2 separate regions of the Sus scrofa genome follow, and region 2 is linked to region 1. Evidence: chromatin contacts called from public HiChIP or PLAC-seq data. All regions are on one chromosome and are shown on one strand. Each heading gives the region's core, a stretch centred on a gene start, on an enhancer-like site or on the middle of the called end of the contact. The rest is flanking DNA. Distances are from core to core; before and after follow the strand shown.

Region 1 (5,945 bases), core at 2,065-4,564:
TAGAAGAAGCTCCTGCCTGCCTTTGTGACTATTTTAAAGACCTGTTTGGGACCTGGGTAGGGAATGGGGGCTGAGGGCACAGAGATTTCCTTTTGCCCCAGGGCATTAGAGTTTCTCATTCACAGCCCAAGTGTCTCTGGGACTCACTGGGAGCTCTTTTAGGGCCTCTCTTTTTGTTTTCTGTACCCTGTAATGGGGACTGAGGGTATCCATTTACATTCAGGATTGCCTACCACCTACCTGAGGCTGAATACCACATGGGTTAGGGTAAGGGTTAGTATGAAGGATTTTTTTTTTTTTCTTTCTCTGCCTGCCCTGATGGCAGATGGAAGTTCCCAGGCCAGGGATGGAATTCCAGCTGTGCTGCAACCTACTCCACAGTTTTGATTTTTGCCACTGCTGTGGCCACGCCAGATCATTAACCCACTGCGGCTGGGCTGGGGATTGAACCAGCACCTCCACAGCGACAAGCTGGATCGTTAATCCACTGTGCCACAGCGGAACTCCAAGGGATGTTCTTTAATACTGTTACAACAGTATTTCCCAAACTATTTCCTTGGAAAGAGTAGGAGTCTTCGCTGTTGGAGCCATTAGGTTGAACCCAATTTAGGTGGTATGTTGTATTTTCTTTTCTAAACAGGACTTCTTGGGGCAATCCTGTCCCAACCTTTTGGTGGTAAAGTAACTCAGGAGTCAGCATGAAACCTCAAAATCTGACTAATCAGGCAAAAACAGAAGGATGAGAGCCAAATTAAATCTAGCCCTGAAGTTCACTTCTGGGTCAGGCCTTTAGGAAGCAGCACATGAAACTTTACTTGGATATAGTTTCCTCGTGGTTCTTTAGCAGCTTGAAATAACATCTGGAGCTGCCAGTAAACAGAAATCTCAGGATATCTTTTTTCTTTCCATCTGATTGAACAAGGTATTGTTTAGGGAGGTGAAACAAAACTTTGTATTCCTAAAGTCAAAGGTTTTTGAGATCTCCACTTCATGCAGTAACTTACAGGTTCCAGTGACTTTGAAAGACATAATGATATTCTTAAAAAGCTTTATGTACCTGCTTTAAAGTTAACCACTGCTGCCTTTTTATTTAAAAAAAAAAAAAAGCTTGGGGAGTTTCCGTTGTGACTCAGTGGTAATGAACCCGGCTAGTATCCGTGAGGACATAGGGTCTATCCCTGACCTCACTCAGTAGGTCAGGGATTTGGCGTTGCTGTGAGCTGTGGTGTAGGCCGGCAGCTGCAGCTCTGATTCAACCCCTAGGCTGGGAACTTCCATATGCTGCAGGTGCGACCCTAGAAAGACCAAAAAAAAAGTTTGGAAAGTTGTAGTAAATAAATGATGCAAAGGAAATGCTGTGCAGCAATAAAGAGAAACAGCCACAGATACACGGATGGCTCTCAAACACACAGAAGGTACATGCCGTTTGATTTCATTTATCTGAAGTTCTATGAAAGGCAAAACTAGCCCATGGTAACAGAGCAAATCCGTGTTTACAGGGGCTGTGGGCCTTAGAGATAGGCTGCCAAAAGGGCATGAGGGAACTTTCTGGGGAAATGAAAACATTCTGTATCTTTATGGTGGTGGTTCTTTTTATTTTGGTGTACACATTTGCCAAAATTCATCCAGCTGTGTGCCAAAAATGAGTGCATTATTTGGTATGTAAATGATGCCTTGATAAAGTTGATTTGAAAAGAATGGGAGTTCCCTGGTGGCTTAGTGGGTTAAGGATCCGGCATTGCCACTGCTGTGGCCTGGGTTGCTGCTGTGCCGTGGGTTTGATCTCTTGACCACGAACTTCCGCATGCTGTGGGGCACGGCCAAAAAGAAAAAGAACATTTAGAAAAGGCTATCATTGGAATTTATGTAGCTGGAGGAACAGATATGCATCTGGTCCAGTTTTTCAGCCCTGAAGCCTGGCCCTCTGCTTTCCCATTTCTTCAGTTATTCCTACATGCATGATTATCATGTCACCTGCTCTCCTACTCTTTTTGAGATTTGAGTTTTAGATTTGAACTTAGAGTTCTTGTTCGTGGTCAGCAAGAATGTGTTTTAAATTCTCCTGAAATTATTTTTCAAGTAAGAGGTTCTGTAAGCCTTGGTAGTTTTCTGGAAGGGAGGCGTGGTAGAAGCACAAGTGTCTGTGTGTGGGAAGAGGGTGTGTGTCCTCAGATAATTGTTCCGCGGTTCCTCACACCTGTCTAAGCTCCTGTGTGAACACGAAAAGTGTCATGAATTTTGCTTCTGGCGTTTGGGTGCCACAGCTGGGGCCTAGGGTTGCACTTTGTTGTGGTTTCGGAGTCTCAGAGAAGCCATTTGTTGAGGATGGTCGTGCGGGTGGTGTGATTCAGCGGGTAAGGGGTGGAGGATGGGTCTCAGCGCTTTCATTGCTCTCCAGTCTTTCATCTCATCTCAATCCCATTAGAAATTAGAGACGGCATTTTCCTAGTGTGTCCACAGAGAATTGGATGCATGCTTGGGAATGTATAATTCAGTGGGTGATGGGAACATCTAGGTATCGGGAATGTTGTTGAGTGTTTTTAAAGTTCAGGTCCTCCATGTGAAATCAAAGTTAGGCTCTAAGAAAGACTGAACTTGCTCTTAATGGATTGCATTTGTTGGATTTGGTTCAAGTGTTTTTTCTTAGAAGGGAGGATTACGCATTATAGTAACAAGATGTTCTTTTATTTCCTAGTTTATCAAAAGATGTTGATTGTGAAATAGGGTGTGCAGATATTTTAGATCTTAACTATTTTTAAATAGATGAGCTCGGAAGAGTGAGAAAAGGTGGTGTCGGAAGGTTAACTGGGCCAGAGGAGAGCTAGATAATTGGGAGAGCGGGGAGGGAAACATTTTTTTTTTTCCTTTGCTGTGTAGTTCCCTTTGACCTCTTTTGGTTGTGTGCTTGTGTTGTGTCTTTGTTAACTGGCTTTTCTTAAGAGTGGGGCAGGAGGGGCCCAGAGCTGTGTGCTGATGTTCTTCTTCCCTCTTTCTGGTTTTTCTCTCCCCAGAAAGTTGTTGGCAAATGAATTTCGGGGGTGGGGTGGGCTGCTTGAGATTGGTTTTATAAGTTTCTTTACAAAATGAAAGCAGGTGAAGTGTGTGAAATGTTAGAGAAGAAAGGAGAGTCCTCGGCTTGCTCAGCGTCTTCCCCCTGGGCTCTGCCTCCCTCTCAGGCCCCTTCTTCCTCGGGGCTTGCCCTGCTAGCTTCCTATTCCTGCTCTCCAGACTCCAAGAATGCAGATGTCAGGCCTGGGTGCCTCCTCCCTGCTGATGGCCCTGGTCGTCCATGTCCCCTCGATCCCTGGGGGCCTCTGGGCCTGGCTTTCCTGTTGCAGTGACTGGGTCAGAGTGGGTCAGCACAGCCGGGCCTCGTCGCCATATCTGGCTTTGTTGACCCTGGCAGAGATCCAGCTCTTTCCAAACTGACTCCCTCCTGCCTCCCTTGTTCGGGCGGCGAGATAAAGACGGTTTCACCTGAGCAGTTTCTGCGGGGCTCTCCCTTCCTTAGGGCTTGTGGAAGCCATTTGAGAATGTGCCTTACGGGTCTGTTACGTGTCAGTGCAGATATGTGATTGGGGCAGAGACATTTGTGATCCAAAGTATTTTCATGGTGGTTCCCCAAACAACACGAGCAAGAACTAAGAGTTCAGTTTATCCTCTTGGTATTTTAATGTTGTTCTCAAGGAGAGATTTTTTTTTTTTTTTTTTTTTTTTTAAGAGGCCATCCTTCCCGCTCCCCTCTGTCCCAAGCAGCTGGGATTTGCAAACCCTTGTCAGGGCAAAAGACTGCTGCTTATTTTTGTTGCATTTATGAGAGATGTGAGCATGTAGTGTAGTGTGGTGGAATGCAAGTTGAGTTTTCGGGAATCCTGGAAGTATTTCTGAAGAAGGAGCTAGGGCGAACATACTTTTCATTATAACTAGCACCTAACTCTTTAACCTGAGCTGAATTTAATGAATGATACAGAAAAACCTTGGTGCTTATTATATTGAATTCATTTCCCAAGCATTTTCATTGTTTTGTATGAAATATAGCATAGGTTTTTGTTATTAAAAAAACTCAATAAAAGCTATTGAGGACAGGGGATACTTTTTCCCTTTAATTATTTGATGTTTTTTTTCTATCCTAGAAACATGTCTTTCTAGAGGGGAGGGCAAACTTGTTAATGCAGTTCCCTCAAACTAGTTCATTACTCTAGGATGTAAATGGCATAACGAGAGCAGAAACTTTATAGAACCTTCCTTCGTGTCTTCCCATTCCTAAGAGTTTAGGATAAAACGCACTTTTATGTTTATAGTAGTTACCGTCCAATAGAGCTTTTTGTGCAGACATGAAATCATAATGACCTTTGTGCAGATGTGAAATCTAATGACCTCTGTGAGACCACATGTTATGAGTGTCCTGCTGGTGTTATCATGCCAAGCTGCTATTTTATCTTGTTAGTGATAAGCTTCATGGTTCTGGAAATTGATTTTGCATTAATGCAGAATATAGGGTCAAGTAGAGGATATTTCAAGATTCTGGTAAAATAAATGTTTTAGTGGTGGCAGCCCAGTTCTCTGTCATTGTCACACTCTACCCAGACCCTGGTTGCTTCCTCCTGTCTTTTTTGTTTAAGCTTATTACCTTTTTGTTTTTCCTTCCTACAAATTTCCCTTCCTTTTAAGAATGTCCCCCAAACTTATAATCTGTCAGTATGTATTATTTTTCTCTAAAAGTCAAATGCCTTGTTTTCTACATGTCTCCTCTCCATTCCATTATCCCATGACATTGAAAACATTTTTTTCAATGTTATAATACCATTTTTGTTATTATTTACATTATTATGAATGGACCCCTTTGAGAAAGTTGTGCAGCCTATCTCCAGAAAAATGCGGTTGCGTAAGACATTTTGCTTGTGGTTTGCATATAATTTCAGGGGCTTGTGGATGCTCTAAATCCCAGTACCTTAATTTAAAAATGTATATATTGCTCAAAGTAGGAATATGAACTCCAGAGATTCATGGAAGAAAAAAAAAAAAAGACACATCCAGATTACTTGAAGAGTTATGGGTTGATGAAGGATGAACATCTCAAGTATGTTTTGTAAGCAAGGAAGCAAAATGTTAGTTTGTGAAGGGGTGGGAAAGTTTAAGCAGGAAGTGGACATCTAAGATAGGAGCACTGAGAAGGGCCATTCTGGGGAAAGAGGGAGGTTGCTGTGCTCATCTCCAGAGGCCAAATTATATCGTGTTGGGGAGAATCTAGAACCCTAGCCTCATCATACGCTTTATTTTTAAAAAGCTTTGTGGTTAGGTGAGTTTGGAAGTTATTTAATGCACTATCACCCTTTAGGGTCTTGAAGATGCATATCAGTTGGTTGAAGTCCCCGAGGAGTCCAGCAGTAGAGAAACTGGTTTTACATGGTTTAACCTAGCATCTCCCAGACAGTTTTAGGTCCAAGAGATGCTTCCTGCAGAAAGCAGTTATCGGCAGAATGCATGCTGGGAAATGAAATAGCGGACTGGCTAAACTTGTTCTTTCTCACTTTTGAGTCTAAGGTATAGACGAGATCCTGAATCACAGTAAACAGAGAAAATCACAAAGGATTAGAGAGAAAATTTCACTGTGGAGGTGGCAGCAGTGAGGACGCAGCTAGGCCGCAGTTGTGTCTCCACTTGGCCCAGAGAGGGTGTGAGGATGGAGTGATGAGGTTGGACTGTGTTGAGAGGCACACACCGAGGTTGTGGGAGCTCTTCCCATGGCTTAGATAAGAAAGGGAGAGCAGACCTGAGCATGTCCAGCTGCGTCATCAGAGACGACGTCACCTGTTAAATCCAGAATCCCACCAGGCTGAGACTAGGTAATAAGTTTAGGTAGAAAAAAAAAAATTCTATGGGACTCTGAATGTAAAAGGCATTTTTTAATTTTCAGCTATGAGGATCCCCACTTAAGAGAAATT
Region 2 (5,945 bases), core at 864-3,363, 66 kb after region 1:
TCTGAAAATAAAATGAGATTCGATTTTACCGAGCACAGAAGTTAGCCCTGGCGGTACCAGGTACAATAAGTGCCTTCAGTTTGCAGGTGCAGTGGACCCTGTTTTGGATTTTTCTTGTTACCTCCGTGCTCGCTGGGAAGAGACTTTAGAACCAGATGTGTTACCTCTGGTTTCGAGGGTGCCTCTGAGTGCTCCGGGTCAACCGTGTTGCCGAGTAATGGGGCTCCATAACATCCTGAGACAAGCAGAGGGTCAGCTTTACACCCTGGCCGCACCAGAGCCCATTCTCCCGCGCCCCCCTCCTCCCAGTAGCCCACTTACCACTCTTCTGCCCACCTCTCTAATAGTACAGAGAGTCTGAAGCTCCTTCCTAGACTGTATCGTCTTATTTTTGGAAATTGGGTTGTATAATCGAAGTTAATACCCAAGGCTGAGATTCGTCAACTTGAGAACAACCTAAATGCTTCTTCCTGTTTTACAGGGGACACTTACTTCCATTCTTCGCACATTGAAGATCATTCACTGGTCTCCTGTTTTCTAACATTTCATTTTAACATATAATTCATGCCTATTTTGTGGTGACTTCCCCTTCCCACTCATTCATTGATTAGAGTGAATGAGCACCTGCTGTGTACCAGCCCCATGCTAGGAGGTAAAGCCATAATAAGACATCTGGTTGTAAAGGGCTCAGTATGTGTCAGAGGAGATAGACATCTATCCTCAAGTTGTAAAGCAAGACAGGCTGAAGTCGGATGGATGGATGGATTATCCATCGTCTGTGCTCCCTGCACCTCACCCCTTAAGTTGTTATGGTAATCCGGATGCTGGGACGAATGGTGTCTGTAGCCAGTATTTACTGTACCACCTCAAGGCCTGGAGATCTGCGTCTGTCTCAGCTTGGCCGTCCTTTCCTGGCTGATTGAATTCAGGTTTGCTTTGTATCTCTCTGGTCGTGAGTCTCTTTCACTGTAAAGTTCAGGCTGCTTATTACTAGGTGGGTTTCACAGCCTTCTCCATTTTCCACAGTATTACTTTTTAACTGAACTTTCTGCCCTGATGATTACTTATATAATGCCACATGAGACGCTGATGTGTTCCTGAATTGTGGATGTGTATTTCCAGAGCCGTTTTATTCTCCATTTCCGCCCACAGTACGTTTTCAAACTGGAAAAGTTTGCAGTTTTTTTTTTTTTTAGTCTAAGTGAAAATTATGTTATTAATAAAACTATTTCTGTTCTACTTTGCAGTGTCAGTTTCAAGAATGTCCTCTTAATAACTTCGTGGCTTTTAACCCTTTGAAGCATCCATTTTGTGTGGCTAGTCCTGCACAGCCTTAAAGGGAAATTTAAGTAGCATGTGTTTGCTGAACCCTTTATGGAAAGGGGAAGGGATTCAGTCACATCAGGAAGAAGCCCGGAGAAAGAACAGGGACAGCCAAATGCTGCAGCTTTAACCTGCTTTCTGGAGGCTGTCTTTCCGTTGACTGCATGTTGCTTCTCAGTTAGTTGCTGCTTCTTCAGGGATCGGTGGGGAGGTGGAGCTGGAAGCAGGAGGGTTTGGGGGTGGAGAGGGTGCTGCAGGGAGTGGGTGTGGGCAGAGGGCGCAAGGCTGCCAGGGTTCTCTGTGTGCCGGAAGTGCAGGTTTGGCTGGGAGGAATGGAATGTTCCCTCTTGCCCTCCAAGAGCAGAAACAGCTGTGGAAGGTCTGAAAAGATCGCTCAATGAAAAAAATTTTTAAAAAAATCAATATGAAAATAAAAACCCACACTAGGAAACCCAGCAAAACTGCCTCTAACAGTGCAGGTAGCTCTTTAGGGGAGTTTTCTTCCCATCTAGGATATCTTTTTCTGTTGGGGGCAGAACAGATTGCCTAGGTCTTCCTCTCCTAAACGAGCTTCCCATGTCTTACTTTTGTTGGGATAGAAAATGGATTCATTTTGCCCATCACCAGGGTTGTTATTTTATTCCTCCAAACGAGAGGCCAGAATCTGTGCTTACTGCATAAAAACTTGAAACAAACGTTAGTTTTCCAAGATCTCTCTGGGTAGAAGATTATTGTCAGCAAGTTTAATGGAAATCTTGTTTCTAGCCGGAAATTTAATCCTTCAGCCAAATTCCTGACAATATTTATTTTAGAAAATCATTTTTTAAAAATAAGTCTCTTAATGGTTGAAACATTTAGTGTTCTAGAGATGAGTAAGAGTGGAGCTTGCCTGGAACTTGTCTTGCACATCAGGGTTGATTATGTAATCCTCTATATGAATGTTTGTATTTTCTTCTCTGTCTGAAAGGCTCCTGTAGCTGGTCCATATGTATAGTCAGAGATAATAACTCTGACTTCAGGTCTGTTTTATGCTCTCATACTTTGCATACTCACTTTCGATCAAGTTAGCCCTCAGATAACATGTAGGAGAAGAGGGTAAGCCAGCTAAATGGCTAATGGCTAATAAGAACCAGCCCTCACACTCCCCCCTCAGGTGGTGGCACTGTTTGGCCCTTTGCAGTGTCCCCTCCCTCCCCAGGGTCTTTGCACTGAGTGCAGTGATACAGTGTTTTGTACAGCCGAGGAATGAGACACTTTTTTTTTTTTTTTTTTAATATTCTCGAGGCTCTCTTTGCTTGTGTACTTTGGTTCTCAGAGAAGTTCAGTAAGTAACACTTGGAAGCTAATAAGTACCTCAGCATTGGGGTATGGCTTTTTCCGTGGTTATTTTTATGCAGTCTCTCTTTTTGGCATATTGTTTGAAGGACAGTCTATTATAAAAGAGATATGTGAGGCTGCATGCTAATTTAGGGAGGGTTCTGAAAATTACAGGGATCAATTACTGTCCCAGCCCATCCCTTCTTCAGCCCGTATCAGTTCCTACTTTTGCAAAAGTCCACTTGCCCTGTTTTCTGTCCATGCCTAGCGATTTTGGATGGAGAAGTGGCATGGGGCAGACTGGATGACTATCATACGAGGCAGTGCGAGATCAGGGACCCTTCCCCCTACCTTTAAGAAAAACAAAGATATCTGGACCTCAGTGATCTGCAAAACTGTTCTAAACTCTCCATTTTACTCTGTACCTATAAACATAACTTTAATCTATGAGCCTGATTCTCCTCCTTACCTTCTAAAATGTGGAACCTTGAACCTGAAGAACATGTGCTGTGCTGTGTTATCAGACCTGGAAGGACCAGCAGTACATTAGCTTTGGACTCAGAGTCTTAGCCAGTAGAAACATACAGGGGAAATTCTAGTGATTCTCAGCTCTAACTGCACCTTAGAATAATCAGGGGAGCTTTAAAAATGTTCCTCTGCCCAGGCCTTACCTGTACCAGTTCCTAAGAGTGAGTTCTTAAAAGTCTCCCCAGGTGCTGAGAAGAGGCAGCCAGGGTGGAGAACTGATACCTAAGAGAAATCATGGCTTCGGCCTGAGAACTGCCCTTGACAGAGCCTGTCATTATAAATCTAAGAGCCTGCCTTTGCCCTGCTGTTTTATGGCTCCCAGCCCCCAGGGTCTCCCCCTGACTCATGGTTTCCATCGGCCTTTTCACGTGACCATTTTCATCTACCTTTCAGCAGATGCATACATTTGGATTTAGGCCTTTGGCAGCCGCATTCTGAATTCTCAGTGCCCACAAGTCAAAGCAGGGAGACCTACTGGAAGGGCTGGTCCTGTGTGCAAGGTGGATGAGTATAGGATTTAAAAGTAGTCCTTTACAGTGGTCCCCACTGACATCCCTTGGGGCCCAGGGAGATGCCTGCAATCTGCTTGGTGGGAAGCAATGGGTCTGGCTTGGGAGCTGACAACCGTAACTCATTTTGAGATACAAAAAAATAAATAAATAAATAAAAAGCAGAGGCCTTTAAGAGTTAAATTACACAACTCCCTTTTTATTTTTAAAGTCAGTGGATTCCTTGTTGCCTTTGCTGAGAAAGATAAATTGATACCACATGTTGCTTCCAGACAAAACCCTCTCTGTGTTCCAGGGGAAGCACATGCAGCTGGTGTCTGGGTTAGTGGAGAGTCCTTACAAGGTAAACATGGGTTGGAAGGGGCTGGAGCAGACAGAGGGTAGCAACATTTGGGAAATTACCAGCTCCTCCTGAGTGGCACAGCACCTTTGAAATACTTTTAAGAGTTTGAAATCTTTTCCTGGAAGGAGCCGCCCTCTCACCTTTTGGCTTCAAGTGTATGATGCTCGGAAAACAGTAAGTGAACATTCGTGATGTCACTGCTTCCGTATGTGGGATCTGACAGTTGAGAGCCTCTTTTGTGCTTGGCACTCCGATGAGTAATTTGCATGCGTAATTTAATCTTCCCAAAGATCCAAGAGTTTGACAGAGAGGCTGTTTTTATTCCCATTTTGTGAAAGAGGTGGCCAAGGTTAGGTCAGTTGCCCAGGGTCATAGGACAGGAGTCCAGCTACGACCTGGCTGACATTGAAGCCTGCCTCCCGCCATCGGCCACCTTAAATTGCATTTGTGAATTACCCGCTTTGTAAAATATTAGTGGAATACTTACTCGTTTCAGGCAGCTTCTCTCCAACACCGAATCAAATCTGATCCGTTTGCGGTCCATCTGTCTTCACAGCCAGTTGGCATAAATATAGTGACTGTGTGAGCTTTGGCATTAGAGATAAATATATCTTGCATTAGGAAGCTGTCTTCCTTATTGAAAGAAAAAGAATTTGGAGATTCTGATAAGGACAGTCATCTCTCTGCTGATTTCTTCAGGGAGGGCCAAGGAGTGGGCTCTCTAGGCTGTGGACCACAGTCAGCATGACTGTGAGATGTGAGTTCCTTCCTTCACACACCGTCTTCACATTCCTCCTTGAAGAATTAGGCCCCTCGTGGCAGCTGCAATCACACAAGACAGGTTTGCCGGCTCTGTTACCAATTAACTTCACCCAGTGCAGGCCTTGCTTCATTGTAAATGGTTTTGTGAAAGAGAAGATTGACATAAAAATGAGACAGAGTAATCTGCCCTGTCTTCAGACACATTGTGTTTCAGTCGCTTTCAGGGTTTTCCACATCTTTGGGCCCAAGTTGAGGGAAAAAAAAAAAAGAAAGAAAATTGGCCTATTTGTCCCTGACAAAAGTTTCTTCCTAGAAATGTTAGGTTTGCTGTAATTCAGCCTCTGGGTATCTTGGTGGATTTAAATAACCAGAACTGTTGACATGGTTTGGAGTTGGGATTCTAGTAACTGAGGGGCTCATTTAGTAAGCAAATGTGATGACAGAACGGCCTGAGGTCTAGCAGCGGGGGTCCTGGTTGGCAATATTGACCTTGTCGCCTTAGCCTTAGGAAAAGCACATCCCTAGTACTTGACCAGTTAACACTGGTTGGCCTCACAACATATTTCAAAATGTGTATTTAGATGTGATTAGAAAAATCACTCTAGTCCTGTCAAACCATTCCTCCTTTACTGTCAGCTCCCAAACCCCAACCTAATGTAAAATCAGAAATTTACAGAGTTCCCATCATGGCTCGGTGATTAACGAACCCAACTAGGATCCTTGAGGACATGGGTTCAATCCCTGGCCTCGATCCGGTTAAGGATCTGGTGTTGCCATGACCTGTTGTGTGATGTGGTGTAGGTTGCAGACGCAGCTCGGATCCTGCATTGCTGTGGCTGTGGTGGAGGCCGGTGGCTACAGCTCCAATTCGACCCCTAGCCTGGGAACCTCCATATGCTGCTGGTGTGGCCCTAAAAAAGACAAAAGACAAAAAAAAAAAAAAAAAAAAAAAAAACAAAACAAAACAAAAAAAAAAAAACAAGAGAGAGAGAGAAATTTAGAATTTTTGGTGTGATAGATGGATTGTTGGCGAACCATAGAAAGGTTTGCCAATACCTTGTATCAGCCAATGCATAATGTGGCCGATACATTTTTAATTGTAGTTTTTTAGTTTTAAATATGGTGCATTGAAACTAATTTAGAGTCTCCTTAAGAAGAGGTCT

The links. HiChIP or PLAC-seq counts read pairs in DNA pulled down with a chosen protein or histone mark.
Region 2: an H3K27ac HiChIP or PLAC-seq map of skeletal muscle shows a contact between it and region 1. The contact joins two enhancer-like sites. A contact is called at or near these places in 11 of 47 Hi-C or Micro-C datasets (adipocytes, brain, fetal skeletal muscle and 6 more) and 2 of 2 datasets of contacts at active chromatin or transcription factors (alveolar macrophages and skeletal muscle).

What each region holds. Positions count from the first base shown.
Region 1 is chr1:74,658,752-74,664,696 of Sscrofa11.1, forward strand. All of the region lies in intron 1 of FOXO3 (forkhead box O3), which reads left to right. Among named protein-coding and RNA genes, the nearest start is that of FOXO3, 32 kb to the left of the region's middle. Within about 2 kb of position 3,315, at least 34 of the 83 cell types and tissues checked have an H3K27ac peak or open chromatin away from gene starts, as enhancers often do. A contact at or near this core is called in liver, omental adipose tissue, retroperitoneal adipose tissue and 1 more, where this site is marked.
Region 2 is chr1:74,725,873-74,731,817 of Sscrofa11.1, forward strand. All of the region lies in intron 1 of FOXO3 (forkhead box O3), which reads left to right. Among named protein-coding and RNA genes, the nearest start is that of FOXO3, 99 kb to the left of the region's middle. Within about 2 kb of position 2,114, at least 25 of the 83 cell types and tissues checked have an H3K27ac peak or open chromatin away from gene starts, as enhancers often do. A contact at or near this core is called in liver, omental adipose tissue, retroperitoneal adipose tissue and 1 more, where this site is marked.